4 separate regions of the Pan troglodytes genome follow, and regions 1, 2 and 4 are each linked to region 3. A link is a contact called in public HiChIP or PLAC-seq data. All regions are on one chromosome and are shown on one strand. The core of a region is the stretch at or near the end of the contact, and the rest is flanking DNA. Distances in the headings are between cores, read along the strand shown. Region 1 holds the start of RNF217 (ring finger protein 217). Region 2 holds the start of NCOA7 (nuclear receptor coactivator 7). Region 3 holds the start of HDDC2 (HD domain containing 2). Region 4 holds the start of LOC129144317.

Region 1 (3,355 bases), core at 208-2,707, 340 kb before region 3:
AGGACAGCCACTTCCAGTAAGCTGGAACCTAAGGGATAAGGAATAAAATGGTAAACACTGGAAGAACAAGTTCTCAGAATACGAGTGAAAAATGTGTGTGAGGAGGGGTTCCCAAAACTATAAGAGGACTTTGAGGGGTTTTATTCCAATAGACGCTGTGGGAATATACTTTTTGGCATCCATTATTGTTACTCTGGTCTTAGCCTGTTGTCACCTGGAAAATGCAGATTACTTTTATATCTCTGGAAAGAATAGTGGCTTGGTCATCAGATGGCACACTCAAAAGGCACACATAAGTAGGTTTCTTGTCTCTGTCTTTAAAACAATAAGCACTTAAAGTATCATTTGGAGAAAACAGCAGTTACCAGGAAATCACTTAGCTGAGATAAAAAAGAAAAGAATCCTCGAATAGCATTTAATCTTCAAAATAAGAATTTTCCATTCTTGGGTCAGACCGATAGATGACATGGCATTTAGACATCGAATTCATACCTTTGCTTGCAACTGAGCCTCAGACACACATATATGATGGAAATGTTCTTTGGCATTACACTGCTTTCTTAGTTTGCATCGCTAGTCACCTTTGTATCATTTGCATCTGATTTGGAAAATATTTTAGAACAACCCAATAACAACTTCGAGATTAAAAAATAAAATTCTACACACTTTACAGTTCCTTGCTATTACATGAATGTGTAAATTGAATTCCCTCTCAGGAGAAAAAAAACAAGGGCTGGCTTCCCAAAAATGTTTTCACTGGCTTTAGGGAACTAAAACACCAGTGTCTGGGTGAGTAAGTAATACTTCCTGTAAAATAAAGATAGATCAACACATAATTAAGTCCTGGCTCACATATAATTGTTGTTTTGGAAACAGTTTTGAGGATAAATATGGTTATGCTAATGAAACTGCCCATGATTTCCACTAATGATCCAGTTTATTAATTAGGTCAGGACATTTTTCCACCTTGTGCTATATTTTGGAATGCTGAAAAGGGTTAAAAAAAAAAAAAAACTTCTAAGAGAACACTGTAGGCGAAGAAAAAGAGACAAATCTTAAATTAGTTATCAACTCTTGTAAGGATTCCAGTTGGAGGAGTAGATCGAAAGTGCTTTTTCGATTATTTATGGGTTTCGAAGATTCTTCCTACTCCACTAGGCAGAAAAACAGAGTTGTAATATACAGCATTTAGAATTCATAATCCTTAGCATTATTTCTCTGAACTGGACATCCTAAATAGCCAGCGTTTACTAATTCCAGAGCTGAGTGTAGTTTTGTAGGAAGTTCTACTGAATGCGGAGACCAAAGGGGAGCCTGCCTGCTCTGAGGGTTTTGTTGAGGCTGAGTGTGAACTCCGGGCGAGAAAGCGCATCTCAGCTCTTAGATCACACCCACTCAGGGTGTGCGTGTGTGTGTGCGCGGGTGCCTGCGCGCGTGTGTACGTGTGGGGAGGTGTGCGCCAAAGGGGTGGGGTGAGGGGCGGCGAGGAGGGCTGTAGGTGAAGCGCGGGGAGAGGGAGGTCGCCCGCTCCGGCCTCTCCCCCAGGGGCCCTGCGACTGGCCAGCGCTCCGGCTGCACCTCCTGGTGCGCGCCGCGGCGGCGCCACAGGCCCCTCGACCCTTTGACCACCGCCCTCGGGCCGCGCGTCCGGCAGCCGGGACCGGTGATGGCGCGGGACTGACGGCCGTCTCCTCCCAGACCCCTCTGTCCCGCCTGGGGCTCGCTGGGGCTGCGGCGCCGCCCCGAGCTGCATGTGGGGCGGGCGCGCCCGAGCCCAGAGCGAGCGGCCCTCGGCGCCCCCGAGGCGGTGCCCCGCCGCGCCAGAGTACGAGGAGGAGCGGCGGGCCGGGCCAGGCTCCCCACGCGCCGCAGCCTCGGAGCACGGGCTCCCCGGAGGGGACTTGGGGCGTCCCAGCCCAGGAGGAAGGACCCGGAAGCAGAAGCGGAGCCGCGAGTCGAGCCGAGCCACTGCCCCCGCTGCCCGCCGGCGCCGGGTGGGGGTCCCGGTGGCTGGATGGGCAGCGGCGGCGCGGGCCGCGGGCGGCGATGGGCGAGGAGCAGAGCACGGTGAGCGGCGGCGGCGGGCCCCAGGAGTCGCAGACCCTCGCCAGTGGCACTGCGGGCCACCCTGAGCTCCCGAGGCCTCAGGGGGACAGCGCCCGGGCGCCCCCGCTGCGCGCCGCCTCCGCGGAGCCGAGCAGCGGTGGCTGCGGAAGCGACTGGGGCTGCGCGGACACCAGCGCCCCGGAGCCCGCGAGGAGCCTGGGGCCCCCGGGCTGGAGTAAGAGCCGAGCACCGGCGCAGCCTGCGGGACTGGCACTCACCGGGCCTCTCAATCCCCAGACCTTGCCACTGCAGTTGGAGCTGGAGGAGGAAGAGGAGGAAGCTGGGGATGGAAAAGAGGGAGGGGATGAACAGCAGGAGGCGCCCCCCGGCGAAGAGCTGGAGCCCAGGACCCGCGCGGGGGCCGCCGACGGACTGGTCCTGGACGTGCTGGGTCAGCGGCGCCCGCCCCTCGCCAAGAGACAAGTCTTCTGCTCCGTGTACTGCGTGGAGAGCGACCTGCCCGAGGCCCCCGCCTCGGAGCAGCTCTCGCCGCCCGCGTCGCCACCTGGGGCTCCGCCAGTGTTGAACCCTCCCAGCAGCCGCTCTTCCTTCCCCAGCCCCCGACTGTCCCTCCCAAAGGATTCCCTCTCCCCCGACGGCGGCAGCATCGAGCTGGAGTTCTACCTGGCGCCCGAGCCGTTCTCCATGCCCAGCCTGTTGGGAGCTCCAACCTACTCTGGCCTGGGCGGTGTAGGGGATCCCTATGCGCCCCTCATGGTGCTGATGTGCCGGGTGTGCCTGGAAGACAAGCCCATCAAGCCCCTGCCTTGCTGCAAGAAGGCCGTGTGCGAGGAGTGCCTCAAAGTCTACCTGAGCGCCCAGGTAACTTCACCCCCTTCTCTTCCCCATTTATCATTCCAAATCACTGGCGAGGAGGTCCTGCTCTCGATCTGATCTCCCTGCTCGCGCGAAGAGGTGACCGACACACTTACTGAGGATCTCTGTTAGTTTCTCACGTCTCAGTTGTTATTTAAGTGTATTTTGACCTCACTGGTTTACTTAACTGGAATTTAACCTTGCTGTGAACTTCAGGCTATGGTTGGCATGTGTAGAAGGCACAAGATACACGTTGTTGCCCTCCTCTTATTTCTTATACAGGATTGCAAGCACAAGCTTGCTCAAAGGAGGAGAGGAAGAGACTGCCTCATCGGCCTGGTATCCCAGAAACTAACAAGCAGTGGGCATAGAATAAATATTTATGGAGCTGGTGGAGAAAAGAATTGGAATAAATATTTCAGACCCATAATAC
Region 2 (2,998 bases), core at 379-2,878, 470 kb after region 3:
CTCCCAGAATTCTACTTTACCCTGAATGTGGGAATTACTAATGATAAGTAGGTGCATTTTTGAGGGGCCTATATGGTTTATATAGTGGGAATTGATACTCTGGATGTAACACATTTACTATATTTGTGTAAATCTCTTAGAGAAAATTTAAAATTAGCAAAAAAAACATTAACTAAATGAGTTATTAAAACACAATAAACTAGCTATGTCCAACCATACATCTCAGAAAAGATCTCATATTTATAGAGATGAGAGTAGGAATAGCTCCAATATAGGCAAATAATCTCCAAAGTACATAATCTGAATGTACAGAAAAACTAAAAATTAACTCTAAGCATGATACTGAATAAGTATTATTCCTCATAAAACTATCTTCCTCTTTTATTAGTCAAACAAAATCAAGGTTAAACAAAGGCTTAACTGACTGCTTGTAAACACATCCAAATTATTTTTAAAAACTGAAAAATACAATTTTAGAATCACAGAACTTTATGTTATTTGATTGATTATAAATTACATTACCTGTAAATAGAGATGGCGTATTTTAAGCCTTAGATTAAATAAACTTTTAAAACGGTCAATTTTTAATGATTAAAAAACCCCAACAAGCGAATGAAAAGTACATAAAACTTATGATTTAAAAAGAAAAAAAAATACTATGAAAAAAAAACCCAACCAGCGAGTGAAAACTACACAAAACTCTTGACTTCTAAATGGCATGCAGGACACAAATGTCAAGGAAAACAAGTTTTCCCTGACCGGGAATCGAACCCGGGCCGCGGCGGTGAGAGCGCCGAATCCTAACCACTAGACCACCAGGGAACTTACTTAACGTTTCTCCCTAAACATATTTGCTATGTTAAAAATCTGCACTTACTTCCTCTAACCAGTAGGGGATAGAGTATTACGTCTAAGCCACACCCACTTTGTTCTTGTTCTGAGTCCTGGTCCCCGAATCTATTTCCTGAAATTGAAGCAAATTCTCGGAAGCGCCGGGATGGCCCCTTGAGGAAAAAACCTATACCCTCCAAATCTAATCCTCTTCCTATTGCCATGCTGGAAAATATATCCTGGAAATTCTCATTCTTTTACGTAACATGTAAATCTCTTTACCAAGACAAGTGTTGTCTGGACGCGTACTGTCCAGAGCCTTGTAATTTGCTTTATTATTTTATTAACCATTTTAGCTGCTCTTTCCAAATCTAAGTTCTGTCCCTCTCCGTCTTTCTTCGTTCTCTGTCACGCGGATGATAAGTCCCTCTAAACATTTTACTAAATCTAACGATAGATTGCCACCAGCTGAGAGCGTTTCTCGGCGAAGAGCCGGAGCGACCCCGCGCTGTCCTGGGTGCAGAGCGCGTGCTCTACAAATATGGGTGATGAAGGGTCACGTAGCCTCATAGCACGCGGTTCTATTTTATTTATTTGGCACACGCAGGCTAACGAAGCTGAGAGAGCTGTGGGTGGTATGCCTAGTGAAGGATCAGGACATCTGCCCAAGGCTCCAAGCAAGTCCTTCAAACCCACTGTGTTTGTCATCCTCCTACTTTCCAAACTGTGTTATTATCTGGGCAATTGCTTCACTTCTCCGCCTTATATACTAGACACGGCCAGGAAATGATGCAATTACCAAAGGAGTCAAGACACCTTACAGCCCAGCCTTAATTCAGAAACCCTCATAAAGTAGATGCAGAGGGCAGTAAGATATAACTCAACTTTGAAAATGTCAGCCGTTATAGTTGAAGAAATCTGACCCAAGAGACTTCGCTCCGCTGCAAGATGGAAGGAAGCTTAAGTAAGACATAAATTTGTAATGAACTTGCTCACAACATCCGGCGCCACTGTGAGTTGCAGTCATCATCCATTACCACAAAAATTAGGTGAGCCTGTGCTTGAATCTCGTATCTTTTTTTTCAGCAGCTCAGAGATGGAGTTTAAATCATTGAGATACTTTATCTGAAAATATGTAATAATATGAGAACAGGAAGATTTAAAGGGGTTATTAAGATAATAAGATAGAAAAATCATCAGAAGAAATTTCTACACTTTATTGTATTTTAAGTGGGACCCTTTTTTCCTATCCCAAGGAATCTTAGATCAAGTTCAGTAGGTGGAGCTCTTAACTCTTACTTAAGGGGTTGCTAGACCTCAGCATTAGACCATCTGGTTTTGAATAAAAAGATTAAGCAGATATTAGTTTAAATTTGTATAGGTTTAGTCACAATATTTTACACAAAGTACAAAAGGGTATGGTGAAAACCATCCTCCTACTCACTCCTTTCTTCTTCCCAGAAGTAACCAGTGTTACCAGCTTCTTCTGTATCTCCCAGAAATAATCTATGCACATACAACACATATCTGGTTCATTTTCCTCCAACTTTTTGGTTTCGAAACATGTCAAAGCAACAGAAAGTTGCAACTATAGAACATTGAACACACATATACCCTTCATCCATACCTTTGCCTTCCAATTTAGAGCTCCAGCAACTTGTGGCTATTAGGCACTAAAATGTAGCCAGTATGAATAGATGTTATGTAAATGCTGGATCCACACTGTATGTTTAAGCCTTAGTATTTAAAAAAAAGAAATGTAAAATATCGTGTTAATACTTTTTACTTTAATTACATTTTTAAATGAGAATAATTGGATATATTGGGTTAAATAAAATATTATTAAACTTAATTTTGCTTTCTTTTTACTTTTTAAATGTAGCTACTAGGATATTTAAAATTATACATGTCCTTACATTATATTTCTATCTTACAGTACTGTTCTAGATTCATCAATTATTAATATTTTCCATATATGCTTTCTCTATTTTTTTCGGAACCATTTGGGGTTAGCTGCAGACAGCATGATGCTTTATCATACATACTAAACACTGTATTATGCATCTACTAAGAGCAATCAATATAATTATCAACTCAAGAAATTTAATTCCACATTGTCATTTATTATATGGTCAATAATCAAATTTTCTAGTTGTCCTAATAATCT
Region 3 (3,118 bases), core at 278-2,777:
GATAAATATGAAAAAGAAAAAGAAGTTTTAAAGAACAAATATTAACTATCTGCTATGCTCTTCAAGAGATGTCCAGGATATAACACACAGAAGCCGGGTCGTAATTTCAGAACCTATTACAAAATGTTTTGCTAAACTAGCTAAAATGATAGACATCTGGAATCAAATGAACTAGAGAGCTCAGAGAATGAAAGGGTAGAAGACAGAGAGAGTTAAGTCACAAAGTCCATTCGTCAAATTACTCTGTTACTGATGTATAATTATGGAACATATGCAAGTCCTTTAAACAAAAACAAAACTGCATTTTTCCGAACAAGAGTTGCGGCTTTGTGCCTTCAAATAATCCTACACAAGCAGAAAACACTGTATTGAAGGGTCTGAAAGTGAACGAGTGATAGGCTTCCAAATTCTGAGGCACAAGGGATAAGGGCACTTCTAACTGCTTGATGCTACCACCAGCCGTGACTCTTCCTTTTATTCACATCATAACTTCATCTTGTGAAACTGCATTTCTTCCTCAGAATTCTACATCTCTAAGGAATGTTATAAATAGTAGTCAGAGTGGCATGAAACGGATAATTTACTTTGAACTTGGGAGAGAGACAGGGAAGACGCACATGATGAAACTCGTGTGTATTACATTAAATCCCGTTTGCGGGGTGGCCGGGAGAAAAGTCTTGTTTCTGGAAGTAACTGTGAGACAGACATAAAAAGCTCCACTTAAAATCTGAAGAGCCGACAGATTCTGTTCTTCCCACCCGTGCTCAGAAGCAGCCGCGCTTTACACACACACACACACACACACACACACACACACACAGGTCGTGAGCGCGCGCGCGCGCGCGCACACACACACACACACATGAGTTCTGGGGTCGTGAGCCCCGGAAAAGCTCAGTGCAGGCAGGGCCAGGCCGGCTGCTCTCCGGGAACCGGCGCGGCTGCAGGGCGGACCTCGCGGCGCCAGGCTCTAGGCTCAGACTCCGGGCCGCCCCAGCTGGCCAGCCTGTCCCGCCGGCTGCTTCCTCCGTCCACCGTCGGCGACGCGCGGCCGCATCCGCAGGACTGGGGCCTTTCCCGAATTCGGCGTGGCTGACGCGGCGCAGGAAGGGGAAAGACCGCGGGCCGAGCGGGGAGGCCGGAAGCTCCGCCGCCCCACAGTCCCGCCCGCTCGGCCGCGGCCTCCCGGCCTGGTGCCCGCTCACCTTGAGCTGCCCTACCAGCCGCAGGAATTGCAGTAGGGACCGAGCCCCGTGGCCCGAGAAGGTCGCAGAGGAGACCGAAGCCATGCGGCCACCGACCCCGGCTGGGCGGAGCAGGCCGCGGCGAAGCTCCTCCCCGTCCTCCTCCTCCTCCCCTTCCCCTTGTCTTTCTTCCCCCTCCTCTTACTCTTCTTTCTCTTTCTCCTCCCCCTCTTCTTCTTCCTTCTGCCCCTCTTCCTGCTCCCCCTCTTCCTCCTCCCCTTCCAACTCCTCCTCCTCCTCTTCTTCCTCCCCCACTTCCGCTTTCTCCTCTTCCTCTTCCTCCTGCCCCTCTTCCTCTCTCCCCCTCCTCTTCCTCCTCCTCCTGTTCTTATTCCTCCTCCCCCTCCTCCTCCTGTTCTTATTCCTCCTCCCCCTCCTCCATATTCTCACGGTTTTCTCAGGACCTTCTGTCCAGCCTTCGCCTTCTTGGCCTTGGTGTCCGCTGCTTGGGCATTGCTCCGTCAGTGGCAGACACCTTGCTTGGCACATACTTGACACTCAGTACTCTTTATGAAAAATAAAGCTCTCCTTTCTAAATTTATGAACCTCGTTATTCTTCAGTTGACAGTGTAAAACCATGAAACTGGATGAGGTCACCTGGCAAGAGGGTGTGAATGAGGAAGAAAAGACACCCAAGACCTGAACCCCAACATTTAGACTTTGTGAGATCAAGAGGGAACAGCCAGTGAGGTAGGAAGAGGATTAGTAGGTAGGATAGTTGTGTCCTGGAAGCCATGTACAAAAATATTTCAAGAAGGAAGGAATATGGTCAACCAAGTCAATGTAAGGACCAAGGTTTGACTTCCAGACTTAGTAAATTCAATATTATTGGTTACCCTGACAAAAGTAGTTTTCAGTGTAGTGGGACAAGCAGAACCTAGTGAGATAATTCTGAAGAGAATAGGAGCAAGTATTACAGCACATTGGAGATGGGGTTGGGGTGCTGTTAACTAGTGGAGAGATTGTTTCAAAACAGGAGATATTATGTATGTTTATTTACTGATGAAGGGGATCTAGTAGAAAGGGAAACATTGATTATATAAGAGACAAAGAAGAGAAATATTTGAATGTCAGCCTTGAGTAAGGAAAAATATTCCCATCTGGTGTACAAGATAAAAGATGGGCTTTAGTTAGGAATATGGAGAATTCATTCAAATATTGGAGGAGGACAGAGTATAGGGTGACTAATCAGTCACACATGTGGTCATGGGAGGTTGTAGAAGTTCTCTTCTGATTGCTTCTATTTTCTCACCAAATTAGGAAGCAAAGTATAGGCTGGGATGTTATAATAACAAACAACCTCCTTATTTCCTGTATCTCAGCAGTTTAACACATCAAAGGTTTATTTCTCTCTCATGCTAAGTGTCTATTGTAGATCAGCTAGAGGATGCTGCTTGCTCTAACCTTACTCAGGGAGCTAGGAGGCTTTCTTTGCTCTCTTTTGCCAGAATTGGAAAAAAGAAAAGTGGCACTCTGGCTCTTAAAGCCTGTCTCTGGAAGTGATATATGACCTTTCGTCTACGTATCATTGGTGAAATAAGTAACACTGCCACGTCTAACTTCAAAGGGGGCCTGTGGAGTGCAATCTTGCTAGGCCTCTGGGAAGAAAGGAGGCTAGAATGTTTGTGAATAGAGGAGGAGGCATTTGAGGTTTAAGGAGTGATATAGTTTGGCTCTGTGACCCCACCCAAATATCATGTCAAACTGTAATCCTCAAAGTTGGAGGAGGGGCCTGGTGGGAGGTGATTGGATCATGGTGGCAGACTTCCCCCTTGCAGTTCTTGTGATAGTGAGTGAGTTCTCATGGGATCTGGTTAATGGTGTGTAGCACTTCTCCCCTTTGCTCTCTTTCTCTTCTGCTCTGCCAGGTGAAG
Region 4 (3,081 bases), core at 463-2,962, 440 kb after region 3:
GCTCGGGGCGGGAAGTGGCAGGCGACCGGCGCGCGTCAGGCTCGTCACCCGCTGGATTGCGGGGCCGGAGCGGGGACGGGGTCTGGGTCCTGGCCCGCCCTCGTGCAGCCGACCGGAGGCCCCGAACCCCGCGCCGACCCAGCCACCCGCCCTGAGGCCGACAGGGGAGCTGGGGTTCACCGACCCCCGCGGCCCCGCCGTCGGGCGCGGACCCCATCCAGCCCCACCTGGCCCCGCCGAGTGTGTGCTTTGCCTGAGGTTAAGTTTCAGAAGCCAAGATGGAACGATTCGGGTTTCTATTCACAAGGTTATTGAAGGCATGGCGGTGGGGACAGCGCAAAAGAGATGAGAGTGTGGGGGGAAAGGGGTTTCTGTTCTAATAAGGGCTTAGCACGCTGGCCGCAGGTCCTCCGCGCCGACCGGGCTCCTTCCCGCTCTCCCCCGGGCCAAACCCCGCCAGGGTCCCGTCTTTCCCAGTCGCGTCCTTTCCTCTTCTCCCCGCCCCGCGCCGGGCTTGTGTGGACAGAGAACGGAGTGTCAAAGGGACGCCCTGGGCCGATCCCCAGGAAGCTATGAATCCGTCCGTGACGGAGGGCTCTGGGGATCGATAGACGGCCCTTTCTCAGAGGCTCTCTCCACTACTGACCAAGCGGCCCTGCCAACGTGTGGTTTCCGGCTGGACCCCAACCCAGCCGCCGCCAGTCTCCCGGCACCGCCGCGCCGGAGCCGGCGAGCGGACCCCGGCGCCCCTGGCTGGGTCTCGCTCAGTCCCTGCCCTCGCAGACGCACAGCGGGGTGGCCAGTTCAAAAGTCCTACATAACTTGGAGAGAACCAGCAGCTAGAAAACATGTTTTAAACACACAGCTTGAGTTTTATACAACCCACGTTGTCCAAGGCACGAACTGTTGGACACGAATTCATACTTTAGAAACCAAATCTAATTTCCAAGCGCCAATCTTCACGTCCCGGACTCTAACTCTGCGGCTGCGAGTGCATACACCAGGGGGACTGGAGGAGACTGGAGGCAATTATCTGGACAATCGAAGCCCGAAAAACTCGAACTTGAAAATATACGATTATGTCCTGAAATGCCCGCGTCATTGATCTAGTCTTTCCTACCATCAGAGCTGACACAGCTCCAGTCCACGGGCTTCTCCGCGGGGTCTAGGATCCACAGTCCCTGCGGGCTGAAGACCCAATGGAAGTAACTGATGGATCGCAAATTGGAAATCGTAACGTGGCCGACCGACCTGATCGGGAAAACTCGCGTCCTTATATGAAACAGCCCCGAGGCCGCGAAAGTAGCCTCAGGAGTTGTCAGATTCAAAAGCAATTTTGATTTAAGCTTTTCAAAAGCCCCAGAGGGCAAATGTGACCACTCGGGTCAGCCAGTCAGCAGTTTGGGTCCAGACAGGGGACCACCGAGTGGGGCGGCCGAGGAGCCGCGGCGCCTCCCGACATCACACGCGCCTGCTCGCACTTAGCCACGCGCTCGGGGTTATTCTTTACACTCAGGACTGAAACTTCGCCCGCGAGACCGCGGGGCGCGGAGGAGGGCCGAAACCCAAGGTCCAGGTCCAGGGCCCGCCCCCGCCGCGCCCGCGTTGGCGCCCGCGCGTTCCCTCCGCAGGGGTTAGCAAGATTGCGCTCACTCTCGCCCCGGCTGCTCCCCACCCGCTCGCTGCTCTGGGGTACCAGGTCCGCGGCGGCGTTCCCACGCCTCTGCTGGAGCCTTGCGGCGGTCATTGGCGAGCGCAGCCCCGCCCCCTGGCCCAGCCAATCGCGGGCCACGCCGACCAGCGAGGGGGCGGTGCCGGGCGGAAGGCCTGGGCCGGTGCGCGGGGGCGGGTGAGGTGGCCCCACCCGCTCGAGGGGGGGGCGTGGCCGGCGCCGGCTCTTGGGGCCGAGCAGAGTTGCGGCGTGGGAAAGAGCCGCTAGGAGCAGACCGCGCCGCCGCCGGAGCCGCGCCTGCCCAGGCCCGGGGAGGGAGGAGGCGGGCGCCAGGGTGCTGCGCCCCGCTCGGCGTCCGAGCTTCCGGCCGGGCTGTGCCCCGCGCGGTCTTCGCCGGGATGAAGCGCCCCTGCGAGGAGACGACCTCCGAGAGCGACATGGACGAGACCATCGACGTGGGGAGCGAGAACAATTACTCGGGGTGAGCGCGGGCTCCGCGGGAGCGGCCCGCAGCTCGGGAGCTTGGGGTAGCTTTGTGAATGCGTGGCTCCCTGGAAATCCCGAGGCTGGTCTCCGCAGCATCTGGGTAGAGAGGGAAAGTTTGGCCTGAGAAAGTTTGAGTGGTGGGCGCTCGCAGAGCGTGAGTTGGGATGGGGCAAGGGATGTGGATTTTCACCGTAGGGGTGGAGTAGCCAGGATGGGAGACGCCACTGAAAGGCAGAGCGCAGGAATTGGCGAGGGAGGGTCCTGGCTGTCACAGTTGGACGCGCGAACGGCAGCGTCTGGGCGACAGGCGATGTCCCAGCCACTGAAACCGTATTTGGGGGCACTTTCAAAATAGATCAGGAGAAAATAAAAACAATTTGATTTTTGATTTTTAGAGATACCAAAATCACAACTTGATCTTTGGAGGAATTAAAGCAACCTGCGATGTCAAGGCTACGTAGGTTGAACTTTGCAGGTTGACCGTGTGTGACTTGGCTAACGCAAGAGTGAGTGACAGATGTAAGCATCGGAAAGGGCATCATTTCTTTGACTGCTTGTTCTCAAGTCTGGAAGAGATCGGCGTCGTAATCACAGAAGCCAGACCTCCACTTTCCTGTGACAGAGGGAGATTACCGAGGCATTTTAGAGCCAAGGCGGGTCAAATGATAATTGCTTCTAATTGGCATCCCCAGAAGCACCTTAATTATTTATCTGCAGCTGTCACTCAAAGAGGGAAATTCTTCCTACCTTTGGAAAACTGGTTTTCTTTCATATTGTTATTCTAATACATACAAAGCAAAGCACAAAATCTGCAAGAGCAAAGATATTTACACGAAACCGAAGGTTTAAGTATCTAATCATTAAAGTGTTGTTGTGCCGTCTTTAAAAATGAGGTCTGAAAAACAGAAGCTATCACGTGAAAG

Evidence for each region. HiChIP or PLAC-seq counts read pairs in DNA pulled down with a chosen protein or histone mark.
Region 1: a contact with region 3 is called in an H3K4me3 HiChIP or PLAC-seq map of stem cell-derived excitatory neurons, with 3 times the contacts expected there. The contact joins the promoter of RNF217 here to the promoter of HDDC2 in region 3. A contact is called at or near these places in 1 of 7 Hi-C or Micro-C datasets (stem cell-derived neural progenitor cells) and 1 of 1 datasets of contacts at active chromatin or transcription factors (stem cell-derived excitatory neurons).
Region 2: a contact with region 3 is called in an H3K4me3 HiChIP or PLAC-seq map of stem cell-derived excitatory neurons, with 6 times the contacts expected there. The contact joins the promoter of NCOA7 here to the promoter of HDDC2 in region 3.
Region 4: a contact with region 3 is called in an H3K4me3 HiChIP or PLAC-seq map of stem cell-derived excitatory neurons, with 2.7 times the contacts expected there. The contact joins the promoter of LOC129144317 here to the promoter of HDDC2 in region 3. A contact is called at or near these places in 4 of 7 Hi-C or Micro-C datasets (blood, induced pluripotent stem cells, a lymphoblastoid cell line and 1 more), 1 of 1 datasets of contacts at active chromatin or transcription factors (stem cell-derived excitatory neurons) and 1 of 1 other capture datasets (stem cell-derived neural stem cells).

What each region holds. Positions count from the first base shown.
Region 1 is chr5:136,838,682-136,842,036 of NHGRI_mPanTro3-v2.0_pri, forward strand. RNF217 (ring finger protein 217) reads left to right here and starts at 1,458. Exons shown (of 5, transcript XM_054686920.2): 1 at 1,458-2,928. The coding sequence starts at 2,047. LOC104006968 (a long non-coding RNA gene) reads right to left here and starts at 2,811. Exons shown (of 9, transcript XR_010158180.1): 1 at 2,731-2,811.
Region 2 is chr5:137,654,160-137,657,157 of NHGRI_mPanTro3-v2.0_pri, forward strand. It overlaps NCOA7 (nuclear receptor coactivator 7), which reads left to right and starts at 1,629. Exons shown (of 16, transcript XM_063813429.1): 1 at 1,629-1,880. It overlaps TRNAE-CUC (transfer RNA glutamic acid (anticodon CUC)), which reads right to left and starts at 822; the gene lies at 751-822.
Region 3 is chr5:137,180,078-137,183,195 of NHGRI_mPanTro3-v2.0_pri, forward strand. It overlaps HDDC2 (HD domain containing 2), which reads right to left and starts at 1,528. Exons shown (of 6, transcript XM_001152848.8): 1 at 1,206-1,528. The coding sequence starts at 1,289.
Region 4 is chr5:137,621,735-137,624,815 of NHGRI_mPanTro3-v2.0_pri, forward strand. It overlaps LOC129144317, which reads right to left and starts at 1,713. Exons shown (of 4, transcript XR_010158185.1): 1 at 1-1,713. It overlaps HEY2 (hes related family bHLH transcription factor with YRPW motif 2), which reads left to right and starts at 150. Exons shown (of 5, transcript XM_016956268.3): 1 at 150-307. The coding sequence starts at 279.